Regions from separate parts of the Mus musculus genome. Here region 2 is linked to region 1. A link is a contact called in public Hi-C data. All regions are on one chromosome and are shown on one strand. The core of a region is the stretch at or near the end of the contact, and the rest is flanking DNA. Distances in the headings are between cores, read along the strand shown. Region 1 has its middle 12 kb from the start of Gm39351. Region 2 overlaps Coro2b (coronin, actin binding protein, 2B).

Region 1 (6,462 bases), core at 3,167-5,666:
ACTAGCAAGATAGAGTGTAGTACAATGATTTATTCTGATGCCTGCTGTATGTGTTACATATGGGACACATGCTACCCCCTCTTCCTTCCAGAGTGTGTGACAGGCACCAATAATCAATCACTGCACCATCTAGGTTATCATCACCTTTTGAGACTAGCAAGTGGGCAGGGAAGGAAAGGACTTAAGATTTACTTATAGCACTGGGGAGGTGCTCAGTGAGTAAAATGATGGCTAGATATGCATGAGGACTTGATTTTGAACCCCCCAGCACTCATGTTAAAAGCTGGCTATGGTCTATAATCCTAGAACAGGGGATGGAGACAGGTAAACCTCAAGGGCTCATTGGCTGGGCAATCTAGCTGAAGATAGCAAGCTCCAGATTCAGGAAGTAATCTTGTCTCAAAAAGTTAGTAAATAAGTAAAATAACACTACAGACATGATTGGAGAAGACATCCCAACCTTAACTTCTGGTCTCCGTATGCAGTTGCATGGGTGAGTGCCCTTGCATGCACGCACACACACACACACACACACATACACACAGTTGTTTTTATAAATGTTTAACAGTGACCATCTCATTATATCTTACAATGACCCCGAAAAGGGGATATTATTGGCAATCCCTTTTATGAATGAAAATGTGAGATTTAGGGAAGTAAATAATTTGCTTAAGGCCAGATAATCTGGCAAAGTTAGACGCTCCACCTACATCACCAGTACAACTGGACACCCTCCCTCCATTGTCCTGCATGGTCCCTTAGTGTGTTTCATAGAAAAGGTTGGGCCAGACTATCACTAAGGGCAGAGAGAAAGAGGATTCACCCAGGACAGAGCTTTACCAAGCACCACACACAAGCGGTCCTTTTAGTCTCTCCCATGGCTGACAATGATGAGTGCTGATAACGATGATAAATCCTGTGGTGGTGCAGCCCAGGCACCCGTCTTTGGAAGGGGTTAGACTCCACAGCAGCAGAGAAAGGGTTAGTGGCTCCCCAAGGCATCTTTATATGTGATGGATTATTAGACGACTCCTGACCGTTTCAAAACGCACATATTCATCAGTATTACCCAAGCCCCACGAGAGCCCTCAGCCACAAGATTCTCCTAAATGCTTTTCCTAAATGCAGACTCTGTCTTTGGCTTTCTTGCTGACATCAACCACAGAAGGATGGCTGTCTTTGCCTGATTGTTGCCCTTGACGATTGAGATACCTGTTTCCAGATCTACTGATCTTCTGAGGTATATTTTCCAATGACGTATGGCACACACATGGTTTGATTTCACGGGAACGCATTTCCAAATCTGGCCCCTCAGGTTAAGGAGTGTTGAAGTTTATAGTGGAGCCAAATGGGGTGTGTCCTACATGTTTCTTTTTTTTTTTTTAAGATTTATTTATTATTTTATGTAAGTACACTGCAGCTGTCTTCAGACACACCAGAAGAGGGCATCAGATCTCATTACAGATGGTTGTAAGCCACCATGTGGTTGCTGGGATTTGAACTCAGGACCTTTGGAAGAGCAGTCAGTGCTCTTAACCGCTGAGCCATCTCTCCAGCCCCCCTACATGTTTCTTATTCCATGGTCAGACACCTACAAACCCCTGTATCCCACCCCTTGCTGGGCAGAAAACAGACCCACTGCCCAAATTAAATTGTGCACCTCTGTGTGTATGTGTGTCTCTCTGTATGTTTGTATGTATGTTCCTATGTATGTATGTGTCTGTCTGTCTATGTGTGTGTGTGTCTATATGTGTTTATGTGTGTGTGTGTGTCTGTGTGTTTGTATATATATCTCTGTGTCCCTCTGTCTCTGTGTGTGTCTGTGTGTATGTGTCTGTCTGTCTATTTGTGTGTGTCTCTCTCTGTGTTTGTATGTGTATCTATGTGTCTGTGTCTGTGTGTGTATCTGTGTGTGTCTGTGTATGTTTGTGTATATCTCTATGTCTGTCTATCTCTGTGTATGTCTGTGTATGTGTCTGTCTATATGTGTGTATATGTATATGTATCTGTGTGTTTGTGTTTACGTATCTATGTCTGCCAGTCTGTGTGTGTGTGTGTTCCAGAGGTTGACATCAGATGTTCTTCTAAATTGTTTCCCATGCTTTTTTTTTTCTTAGACAGAGCCTCTCATTCAATCTAGAACTCACCAATTCAGTAGACTAGCTAACAGCAAACCCTCAGGGACCCTCCTGTGTCTGTCTCCCAAGGACAGAGATCACAGGCTCATGCTGCCACATCTGGTTCTTTTACACAGGTGCTAGGGATGGCACTCAGGTCCTCTTGCCTGTACTTATAGACTGAGCCACCTCCCAAGTCCTTTGCTTTATGCCTTCTGTAGTTAGTAATGGATCATCACCAGAGACTGAGCACTCAGCCCTTTGGAGAAGACCAGAAAAGATGAATTCCCAGGCTCCATCCTCAAATAGACCACTGAGGTATGATCTCACCAGTTAACAGGTAATTAAGTACTGGATTTTGAGGCAAAGAACTCCTGGAAAGGTTAGAGGTAAGTGTAGGTTTTCCTTCCCAGGGAAGTTTTGTGCAAGGTGACATGGGAGCGGATAGAATGAAACTTGGGCCTTCTAGGGGGCTGGGAAATAAATTCAGAGGCAAATCAGGTTTCAGTGAGGGTCTAAGCGCATTCTTTACCAACTAGAGAACCTCAGCATGAACCTTCCCAGCCTCTGCTTCCTCATCTAACGTACAGGACCATTCCAAATGGCCTTCTAGTCTAAAGTTCTTAAGGTCTCCAAAGTGGCCTATGTAACTCGTTTGGAAACCACCTTTCATGCAACATGTATACATTTTGTCATAGAAACTGGCCTAAATTTATGGGAATCTGCTCGTGGTTTTATTTATAAAGTAGGAGCATTTCTCTCACTCTAGGAAAAAAAATCCTGTGAGGCTTAGGAATAGCTCAGTAATTAAGAGCGCACACTGCTCTTGCAGGGACTTGAGTTCAGGTCCCAGCACCCACATGTGACATACATATAAAATAAAAAAGAAATCTAAAAAAAAATAGATTTTAAAACAAAGAAATGTATTTGATTGTGGGATGCTGCCCCAGACCCACCAGGGTGACACATGCCATTCTAGCCATGCATGCAAGGTAAAGGAAACCACAGGCCCAACACTTCTGAGGTCTGACTCACTCCTGACCCTATAAGGTCTGTATTATTAAACAGCTGTAACTAAACAGAAAGCAGCAGGCATGTCTATAACCCCTGTGACTGAGCGAAGAGATATGGGGAGCAGGTCTTGCCTGGCTTCTGCTCCAAAGGGCCAGATACCAAACATTTTAGGTCTTGGAGGCCACATGTGGCCTCTGTTGCAACAATTCATCTTTATTGTGCAGCTTCAACCAGCAAGCATGGCCATGTACTAATAAAGTTTTGTTTAAGGCTGGGGAGCTAACTTAGTAAAGGGCTTGCCACGTAAGCATGAGGAGAAGGACCTGAGTTCAGTTCCCCAGAACCCATATATTAAAAAAAAAAAAAAATCAAGCATAGTGGTGTGTGCTTGTAAACCCAGTGCCAGGGAAGTGGAGACGGGTGGCTCCCTGGAGCTTGGTACTCCACTAGCCCAGCCTGGGCAGCAAGCCCTGAGCCACTAGGAGACCCTTGGTTCAAAAGACAAGGCAGATGGCACCTGAGAATGACAACTGAAGTTGGCCTCTAACCTACACATACACACAAACACACACAGAGAGAGACAGAGAGACAGAGATAGACAGAGAGACACAGGCAGAGAGAGAGAAAGAGAGAGACAGAGATAGAGATAGACAGACAAGAAAGACAGACAGACAGAGAAAGAGAGAGACAGACAGAGAGACACAGGCAGAAAGAGACAGAGATAGAGACAGAGAGATAGATAGGCAGAGAGGAAAAGAGAGAGACAGAGACAGACAGAGACATACAGAGAGGCAGACATACAGAGAGAGAAAGAGACAGACAGACAGAGAGAAACACAGACACACACACACAGATAGACAGACAGAGACAGAGGCAGCAGGTGGGACTTCCCCCAGAGATCATTTATTCCCACCTCTATTGCGGAATGATCTCTGAGAGAGATGAGCAGGAAAAGATAAAGATCCAGACTCTAGCCCGACATTCCCGCAATACCCTGTGGCCATGCTAAATCTCTCCTGGCCCTGGACTTAGACTCCACTGTGGATCCAGCCCTCCTGACCAGCGGGAGCAGGGTAGAATACCATCAAGCCTCTCATGTGTCTGATGCAATCAATACCCAAGAACATTAGAAGCAGAGAAGGAGCTGGGCGTCCTCATCCAGCTGGAAGATCAAAAGCCATGAGAAACAGAAACTATATTCTCTTGTCAGGGCTCCGTCTGTAAAGGCCATTTGGCAGAACTGAGTGGCAGGGTGGATGCCAGCCCAGCAAGACTTCAGCCAACACGAGGGTGGCGAGTGACAGCTCTGTTTGCCATCTGCCCTGCTCTGGCCTTTTGGCCGGGCACCACAGGGTGGCACCCCTTGTGCCCGGTGCATGCCAAGAAGCAGGAAGTGATGGCAGATGCTCAAGATGGCCCTGAGGCAGGGTGGGAGAGCCCAGCGTTGGGTAGTCTTTGAGCTAGTGCCTGCTAACATAAGGACTAATGAGAGAACAAGATCTGAGCAGCCAGCTTAGGCCCTAGAAGCCAAGGTCAAGGCCATGAGAGGAATCACCAAATCCAAGAGACTGAAGAAAGCCTTCTCCGTTCCTCAATCCCAGCTCCTATTTTACAGATGAGGAGCCTGAGCCTCATCCCATGCCCTTGAGCAGCAAAAGAGAAACAGGACAATGGAGATAGAGATAGAGATAGAGATAGAGATAGAGATAGAGATAGAGATAGAGATAGAGATGCATATGCGTGTGGGGGCCAGAAGTCAAGTCATGTATCCCCTCTGATCACTTTCCACCCTATATATTGCGACAGGGACTCTTAGTAAACCTGGAGCTTTCTGATATAGCTAGATTAATTGGCCAGCAGACCCCAAGGTCCTCCTGTCTCTGCCTCTCCAGCACTGGGATCACAAATGTATGCTACTGTGCCTGGCTTTTAATATAGGCTCTGGGGATCAAAATCGGGTCCTCACATTTACACGTGTTTACTCATGCAAACACTTCCCCAAGTGAGCCATCTCCCCAGCCCCAGAAATTGTGTATCTTCCCTAAAGAAGACAGGGGATGTATCATAACATAGAATGTGGTGATAATAACAGTAACCCACAAGGGTTGTTTTGCAGGTTGAGTGTCTACACTGCATAAGCCTTCCCCAGAAGTGAGATCCGTGACTCCCTCACTTGCTGCTTAGGCTTACAAGCGTCTCCTGGGAATTGCTTGGGGTCACTCTCCTGTTCCTCCCCTCTGTGGGTGCAGAATGACTAATTGATTTCTCATGTATGGATGAAAAGCAGTCTCGGACTGGTCACTGATCAGCTCAGCATAAAACTGTCTGCCTTTGTATTAGCCAAGAAAGAATCGATGCCCTGTGGCTAACTATATACACACATAAAACTTCCTGGAGACCACCAGCTCAGAAGCAAAACAATTCCTTTGTGCTATCATCCCAATAGGGACAGAGTAGGCAGGCAGCCAGGAAGACCTTGCAAACACACCAACTTCCCAAGTGGGCTGGAGCACTAGCAATTCACAGGGGACGCTTGTAAGCCTAAGCAGCAAGTCACAGCTCTAGGTGTCTTCTTTGTATGCTGGCTGCCTGTGCTCATGGCAGATGTGGCTCTTGGACCAGGCTACTGCCTTGATAGCTCAGTTCTATGGCTAAGTGGCTTTGCTCGGGCTATCACCTGGCCAGTTCTTTCCTAATAAGGGTAGTCACCTAAACCTCCGATGTTCTGTTCCACTTTCCTTTGCTGTTTAAAGCCATGGTCTGCTGTCAAGAGTGGCTCTTTTTAAATGCACAATGACATTTTCTCCCTCGAAACAACCTCGAGGGCAGCATTCGAGCACTTCCTCAGAACAACTCAAGTACTCAATACAGGCCCGTTCGTCAACTGATTGGCTGGCTGGCTGATCTACAGTTCACCCCATGAGGTCAGGGTAGGATTTCAGGGCCATCTGCAGAATAGTGGGCCTGGTCAGGATTCCAGGGCTGTCCCCAGAACAGTGAGCTTGGTCCTAGTGCAGAAGCATCTAAGAGGAAGCAAAAGTAAAGTCCCAAAGCTCTCATCCCAGCTTCTTTTATTTTCGAGTATGTATGCATGTTGTGGTATACATGGTGTGTGTGTGTCTGTCTGTCTGTCTGTCTGCCTGCCTGCCTGTGTGTGGTGTGTTTGTGTATGGGCACACATGTGCCAAGTCACATATGAAGAGCCTTCCCCCTTATTTGATACAGGGCCTCTTACAAGTTTGTCAGTGAGGCTGAGGAGCTAGCCGGCTGAGAGTTTCTGGGAAATATCCAGTCTCAGCTTCCTGGTTAGCTTCCCTTCCCAGCGTAGGAG
Region 2 (6,674 bases), core at 2,866-5,365, 320 kb after region 1:
CAGCCTCAAAGAACTAGCATCATTGGCTCAGTGGAGTTGATCATAGCAGGACCAGGGTGGAGGTAGGCTGAGCTCTAACATGGAGGGGACATAGTGGGAAGCAGCAAGCTGACCCAGAATGGGCAAGGAAGGACGTAGAAATGGGGAAGCCCAGGAGAGCTCAGCCTCTGACCTGAAGCCAAGAGCAGGAGAGGCAAGAGGTGGAGCCACGAGGGGCTTGAACTAGAAGACTTAGGAACTTCAAAGTAATGGGTGGCCCTGGACCACTGCATACACTACTGCAATTACCCTGAGTAAAATTACTCAGAAAAGTTATTAAAGTACAGTGCTGGGGGAGGTGACTGTGGATAAAATGTTTATTGTGCAAGCACTGGGGACTGAGTTCAAATCCCCCCGCAACAACATAAAAATACCAAATGTGGTGGGTGGAAATAGCCACACAAGTGTTTAGGTGGGCTAGGTTGAGGACAGGGAGCCAAGACTCATCCAACAAGGGCAGTGTTCTTCTCAGCCGAGAAGGCTATCGTTTCCCTCTGGGGAGCAAGAGTTGAGAGCCAACAATTCAGCCATAACCACAGCCCTGTTGTAGTTTCTGGTAGTAAGATCACTACACCCCATCCTGAGTAAAACCTGTGTGTGTTCTTATCCATCCATCCACTCATCCACCTACATACTCACTTACCTACCAATCACCCTCTCTATGTATCTGCGTGTGTGTGTGTGTGTGTGTGTGTGTGTGTGTGTGTGTGCACGTGTGTGTCTGTCTCTGGGTTTTTCTGAGAGAGGGTTTCACTGTGCAGCCCTGGCTGTTCTAGAACCGGCTCTGTAGATCAGGCTGGCTATGAACTCAGAAATCTGCCTGGCCTCTTCCTCCTAAGTACTGGGATTAAAGGCGTGCACCACCACTGCCCGGCATGATTTTATTTTTTTACACAACTCAATTGGGCAACCCTTTGAATGTGAACTTTTTAGATGCCAACATGGTGTCTCAGTGTCAAGAAGTTGGAACAACTGTGAGGCTGCTTGTCCATCACAGGGCTGGGAGAGACACAAAGCTCACCTGTATCGTCATCCTCCTCCAGCACTAACACCCTTACTCCATAGCTGCACACACACACACACACACACACACACACACACACACACAAGTCATGGCAAGTTCACTAAGAGAGGCTGGAAGACCCTCAGGCCACTTCCTTGTCTTTGGGATTTTGCCAAGAGAATCAGCTGGGGAGTCACAGGGGAAGGGAAGCAAGTGAAGACAGGAAGTTCCCACCAGCTGCCCAGGCAGAGAGGGCTGAGTTTCTGGAATGTTCCATGCCCACTCCCCAAGTCTCCTAGCCCCAGCTGTGCAGAAGCTCAGAATACTTCAGAGAGGGGGAAGGTTTCCTCATCCCCTGTCCCCTGAATATTATTATTTCACGCCATCTTGTCTGAAGCCCAGGCTCTACTTCTGACACAACATACCTCCCATTCCCAGAGCGAAGCACTAAGCTCCCCACAGCCTCACTTGGTACCCACATATTTGAGTGAAGCCTGATGACTTAGCACATGCCAGGACTGGGTCAACCACAGGAAATGTCCCTAAGGAAACTGTCTTTAAGACCCTACCTCTGGGAAGATGAGATGACACAGATGAAGGTTCACCCACGGAGTAAAGGAGAGAACGGGTTTCCACAGCTGTCCTCTGACACAGTATGTCCTTATGCATACAGTCACACACACACACACACACACACACACACACACACACACACACCTCATGCAAGTAAAATAAATAAATTAATAATAATTTTTGAAAAAAAACTCTGCCCGTCTTCAAACACATTGACACTGGCACTGACAAGTATGGAAAATTGTATAAGGTAGAATTTAGATGGTGCTCACTATAAAATCCTCCAGACATTGCAGTGTGCTTGAAACGTCAACGATAAAATGTTGAGGTACATATCTATCTTTCTCACCCATGCCTGATAGGTAAACAATGCATTGCAATCAAAGTTAGGAACAGGCCATCGCCACAGTGCTTGAGACGCCAGCCGATGCAATTAGAAAAGAAAAAGATGATAAAAGTTAGGGAAGCGGCAGAGCTGCCTCTACTTGCAAATGCCAGGATCCAGAGAAAACTCAAAAAAAAAAAAAAAACCCACACAAAATTACCATAAACAATTAGTAAATCCAGCAACATATTAATACTAGTGGACTTTTACCCACGGCTTTCAAAGACGCAACCACCAATGAGCCGACACAGCAGTAAAAGACAACCAAATGGCAAATGCATGAAATGAAACAAGGAATGTATACGGGTCAGGGGAGCTGGCTTAGTGGGTAGGAAAAGTTGCTGTGCAAGCCTGAGGACCTGAGTTCCAATCCTCAGCACCTGTGCAAAAAGCCAGATGTGGCCACACACAAGCCTGTAACCCCAGTGGTATGGGTGTGCATGGAGACAGGAGGATGACTGGAATTTGCTGGCTACCAGCCTAGCCCCAAATTTAGTGAAAGACCCTGTCTCAAGAGAATAAAAGGAACAATGGGAATACAGGACACCCACATCCTCTTCTGTCCTCTATACTTTGTATCCGGGTGTGCATCTGCCCACATGCACATATACTAAATAACAACTTATTTTAAAAAGAGATATATGGAGAGTTTTTAATATACTCCAGAAGGAAAAGAATCAGCCTGGCAAGTTGTTCCGTCATATGGCCAGTCACCTTTTTTCTTCACTTAAACCTTGAGCTAACCTAACCCCTCAGTACTATTACCCAGAGAGCCAAGTGTATATAGAAGGAAGGCAAGATGCAGAGAGAACAAGATGTCTGTGTAAAAAGAGCTCATGTGTGCAGGTGCCCCTTCATGCCAGACATCCCATCATAAGCCACACAGTAACATGCTGACCCCTTGAATATCACAGCTTAGCCACATGCTACACTGGAGTCTCCTTGGTGGTCACAAGATGCAGGCTGCAGTAGCAATAGACCTGCTTCACAGAGAAAGCACCAGGTGGTGGTGGCGCACGCTTTTAATCCCAGCACTTGGGAGGCAGAGGCAGGCGGATTTCTGAGTTCGAGGCCAGCCTGGTCTACAAAGTAAGTTCCAGGACAGCCAGGGCTATACAGAGAATCACTGTCTCGAAAAACCAAATAAATAAAATAAAAAACCAAAACAAAACAGAGAAAGCTCAGAATTCCAACCCTGGAGTAGAGGTTCCTCTGAGCACATGAAGTTAAAAAAAATCTTACTTGTTTTCCCATTTATTTGTTTGTTTACTTTGTGTGATGTGGACACCTATGCCACAGTGTGATGTCAGAGGACGGCTTTCAGGAATCAGTCCTCTCCTTCCACCATATGGGTCCCAGGGATTGAACTCAAGTTGTCAGGTGTTTGGGGACAAGCCCTTTTACTTGCTGAGCTAACTTGCCAGCCCACACATCCAAAAAAAAAAAAAAAAAAAAAAAAAAAAAAACTTAAGTTAAGCTATTGTAAGTAAAAAAAAAAACAAAAAAAACTCTGTCTCTGTCTCTCTGTCTCTGTCTCTCTGTCTCTCTCTCTCTGTCTCTCTCTCTCTGTCTCTCTCTCTCTCTCTCTCTCTCTCTCTCTGTGTGTGTGTGTGTGTGTGTGTGTGTGTGTGTGTGTGTGTGTAAACCTTGGGGAAACCTTCCCATGGAGGATCTGAGTGCTTTGCTTTTGAGGATTAAGCTACATGAAGAAGGCTCTGCATCTGGAAACCAGGGCTGTGTGTGAGTAGCCAGGGTTCCAGGTGGCGGCGCTTCTGCCTGCAGATGCTGGTGGGGAAGGGCTGTGCAAAGAGAAGACTCAGAGTCAGTAAACACACTTACAGCCAGGCCTGAAGACTTGAGTTAGATTCCTGGAGTGGAACCCACACAGTGGAAGGAGATGATCAATATCCGGAAGTTACCCACTGACCAAGTGGCCTAACTGGACCTGGGATGGCGGGTCCCTTCCTCTCCAGAATTGTATAAGACCTGGATGACAGAGTTAACATCCTCAAGCCAGCAGACTGGCACTCCCCTCCTCCAGGCTGCAGTCTGGCCCTGGCCTGGTCCACACCCCCACCGCCCTGCAGGGAAGGCAGGAAGGAGGCCCAGATGGCAGGCGTGGCCCAGGCCCCCAGCCAGGCTCACCCAGCTGTCACTTTGGAGAGGTCCCTATCTAGCCCTCCTCCATTCCCTTGAACAATTGGGAGCCAGCCAGCCTGGCCCCAGCTGTTCCTACTCATCGGTCCAGGGTGCGCAAACACCCATGCTTCTCATGCTTCTGGGCTTCGGCTCTCCGGGAAGGAGAAACGCAGATTTCCAGGATGTCAGAGCTAGCGAGACCCTGGAGGACCACCGCACTCACTCTACAGAAGACAGAGCCAGTGAGACCCTGGAGGACCACCGCACTCACTCTATAGAGAGGGAAATTGAAGCCCAGAGGGATAAAGGACTCACCCAAGGCTCCAAAGAACCCGAGAGAAAAGTCAGGCTTTCTGACTGCCAGTCAGCTCTGCATTTTGGGACACGTCTGGGGTGTGGGGCACTGAGACCATCCATGCTACCTTCCCACAATCCTTCATCTAGGGCATCTCTGGCAGTCTCTGTTATTGAGGGATGTCCTATCTGAGATTGTTTCTGGGGCATTTAACTTGGGTGGGTCAACAAACTCATTAACACCAATGAGTTTTCTGAGGAAAATCGAAGGTATGTTTTCTTAAGCATAGCCCTGAAGTCTCATACATTTTTATTTATAAATATAGAAACAACCCTCTGAGATTGGCAGAGGCTGTGACAGTTCCATTGGTAGGCAGCATAAAATATTCAGGTCATATTCTGCTATGGCTTCAAAATACTGTTTATTCTCTCTCTCTCTCTCTCTCTCTCTCTCTCTCTCTCTCTCTCTCTCTCTCTCTCTCTCTCATTGTCAGTGTTAGTGTTAGTGTTAGTGATTGGACCCAAGGCCCCACAAACACCAGGCCTGGCAAGCACTTTACCACTGAGCTATGCCCCTGCCTCTTTTTTTTTTTTTTTTTTTTTTAAGATTTATTTATTATTATATCTAACTACACTGTAGCTGTCTTCAGATACACCAGAAGAGGGCGTCAGATCTCATTACAGATGGCTGTGAGCCACCATGTGGTTGCTGGGCTTTGAACTCAGGACCTTCGGAAGAGCAGTCGGTGCTCTTAACCACCGAGCCCTCTCTCCAGCCCCCTGCCCCTGCCTCTTACCGATCATTTGAATTTCTTTAGCGTACCACAGTGAAAGGTCTACCTTGTATGTTCGTTGGGCTGGTACACATATAATGGCTTCTTGAATGGAGCCTGTTTCTTTCCTTCTGTTCGTCTGGTTTATGCTCTTTCAACTTTGTTCTATGGAAAGCTCTGCAACTTCTTTAGAATGCCAAAGGGTCTATGCCTGATTCCCACTGTGCACATCCCAATCCTTCCTATTGAGGCAGATGGCACTTTAATAAGAAAGGTCCCCGGAGTGCTGGTGCCACCTGGGTGCCTCTCATAGTAAAGGCCAGGGGCTAGGGAAATGAGTGAGTTCATAAAACATAAGAACCCGAGTTCAAGCCCCATGTGACTATTGGAAGTGGTGGTGAGCACCCGAAGCCTCAGGCTAGAGAGGCAGAAACAGGAGACTGCCTGTGCTTGCCGGTCTAGCCTGTGCCAGCCGGTCTAGCCTAGCTCCAGGTTAAGTAAGAGACATGCCTCTCCCCATTTCTATATACATATAGTAGAGAGGAGTTGAGGAAGATACCTGGTATCAACATCTGCCCCCCCCCACACACACACACACTTACTCTCACATACACTAACTAGCTGTGCAACCTCCATCAAGTCTCCCACCTTCTCAGGGCCTTGGCATCTTCACATAAGCTGTATCATTTTAAACATTTTTTCCTCGTCTTCTTCCTCCTGTATTCACCTGAAGACCCACTTGGAAATTTAGGCACAAGTTGCTTAGCAACTAAAAATCAAGGTCTTTGATGAGTACAACTGGGAGGGGGCAGAGGAGAATCTAGAGAGAAAGCGGATGGCTCAGAGCAAGCATTTATTTTGAGAGTCTGTGGATGCCCTGACCCATTCTTCTCCCCCCACAAGTCAGGATAACTTTAAAAGCCTTGGGATGGAAGTGGGGGCAGGGGCCTGAAGAGGGACATCCAGAAATGGAAAGTGCCCCCAGGCTAGCCCTGGCCTGGGTGTTCTCAGGAGAGGCACACAGGCAACTATTGTTCCCTGACAGGGAAGGAACAGGGTAGAAGTCTTGCTGAGGCCTCAGGGCCCATGGGGCCCTGGGAAGATATTCAGTTTCCACCCCACCCGTGTAAAGCCTATGTCACTTTCGTTCCTTGAAACTCTGGGATGAGGAACTGGGGCCGCTGAGGCTCAGGTGGAGTGGGTGGTGAGTCTGTGTGCGTGCATGTTCTCTGTCTCTCTCTTCCAGGGGCTGGGGATGGCCGCCCAGGTGGCACAATTCACTGCTATCTGGAATTTCGTCAGCAACTCCTTTGGGACTCCTGACCTTAGCCTAGTGCATGCTCCCTGGAGAAGATACCGTCCTCTCTAACACCTTTGTAGAGGGACATGGAATTCTCAGAAGGGATCAAGGACAGAATTCCTGGAAAGGAGACAGGGAGTGCCCAGGTGTTCCATGCACTCTTCAAGA

Evidence for each region. Hi-C and Micro-C count contacts between places; a contact is called where the count stands out from the background.
Region 2: a contact with region 1 is called in a Hi-C map of cerebellum, with 2.2 times the contacts expected there. The contact joins two enhancer-like sites. A contact is called at or near these places in 1 of 484 Hi-C or Micro-C datasets (cerebellum) and 1 of 9 other capture datasets (embryonic stem cells).

The regions. Positions count from the first base shown.
Region 1 is chr9:62,149,120-62,155,581 of GRCm38.p6, forward strand. No RefSeq gene overlaps it. Among named protein-coding and RNA genes, the nearest start is that of Gm39351, 12 kb to the left of the region's middle. Within about 2 kb of position 4,417, at least 22 of the 459 cell types and tissues checked have an H3K27ac peak or open chromatin away from gene starts, as enhancers often do. A contact at or near this core is called in cerebellum, where this site is marked.
Region 2 is chr9:62,473,171-62,479,844 of GRCm38.p6, forward strand. The region is part of intron 2 of Coro2b (coronin, actin binding protein, 2B); the gene reads right to left. Among named protein-coding and RNA genes, the nearest start is that of Coro2b, 61 kb to the right of the region's middle. Within about 2 kb of position 4,116, at least 95 of the 459 cell types and tissues checked have an H3K27ac peak or open chromatin away from gene starts, as enhancers often do. A contact at or near this core is called in cerebellum, where this site is marked.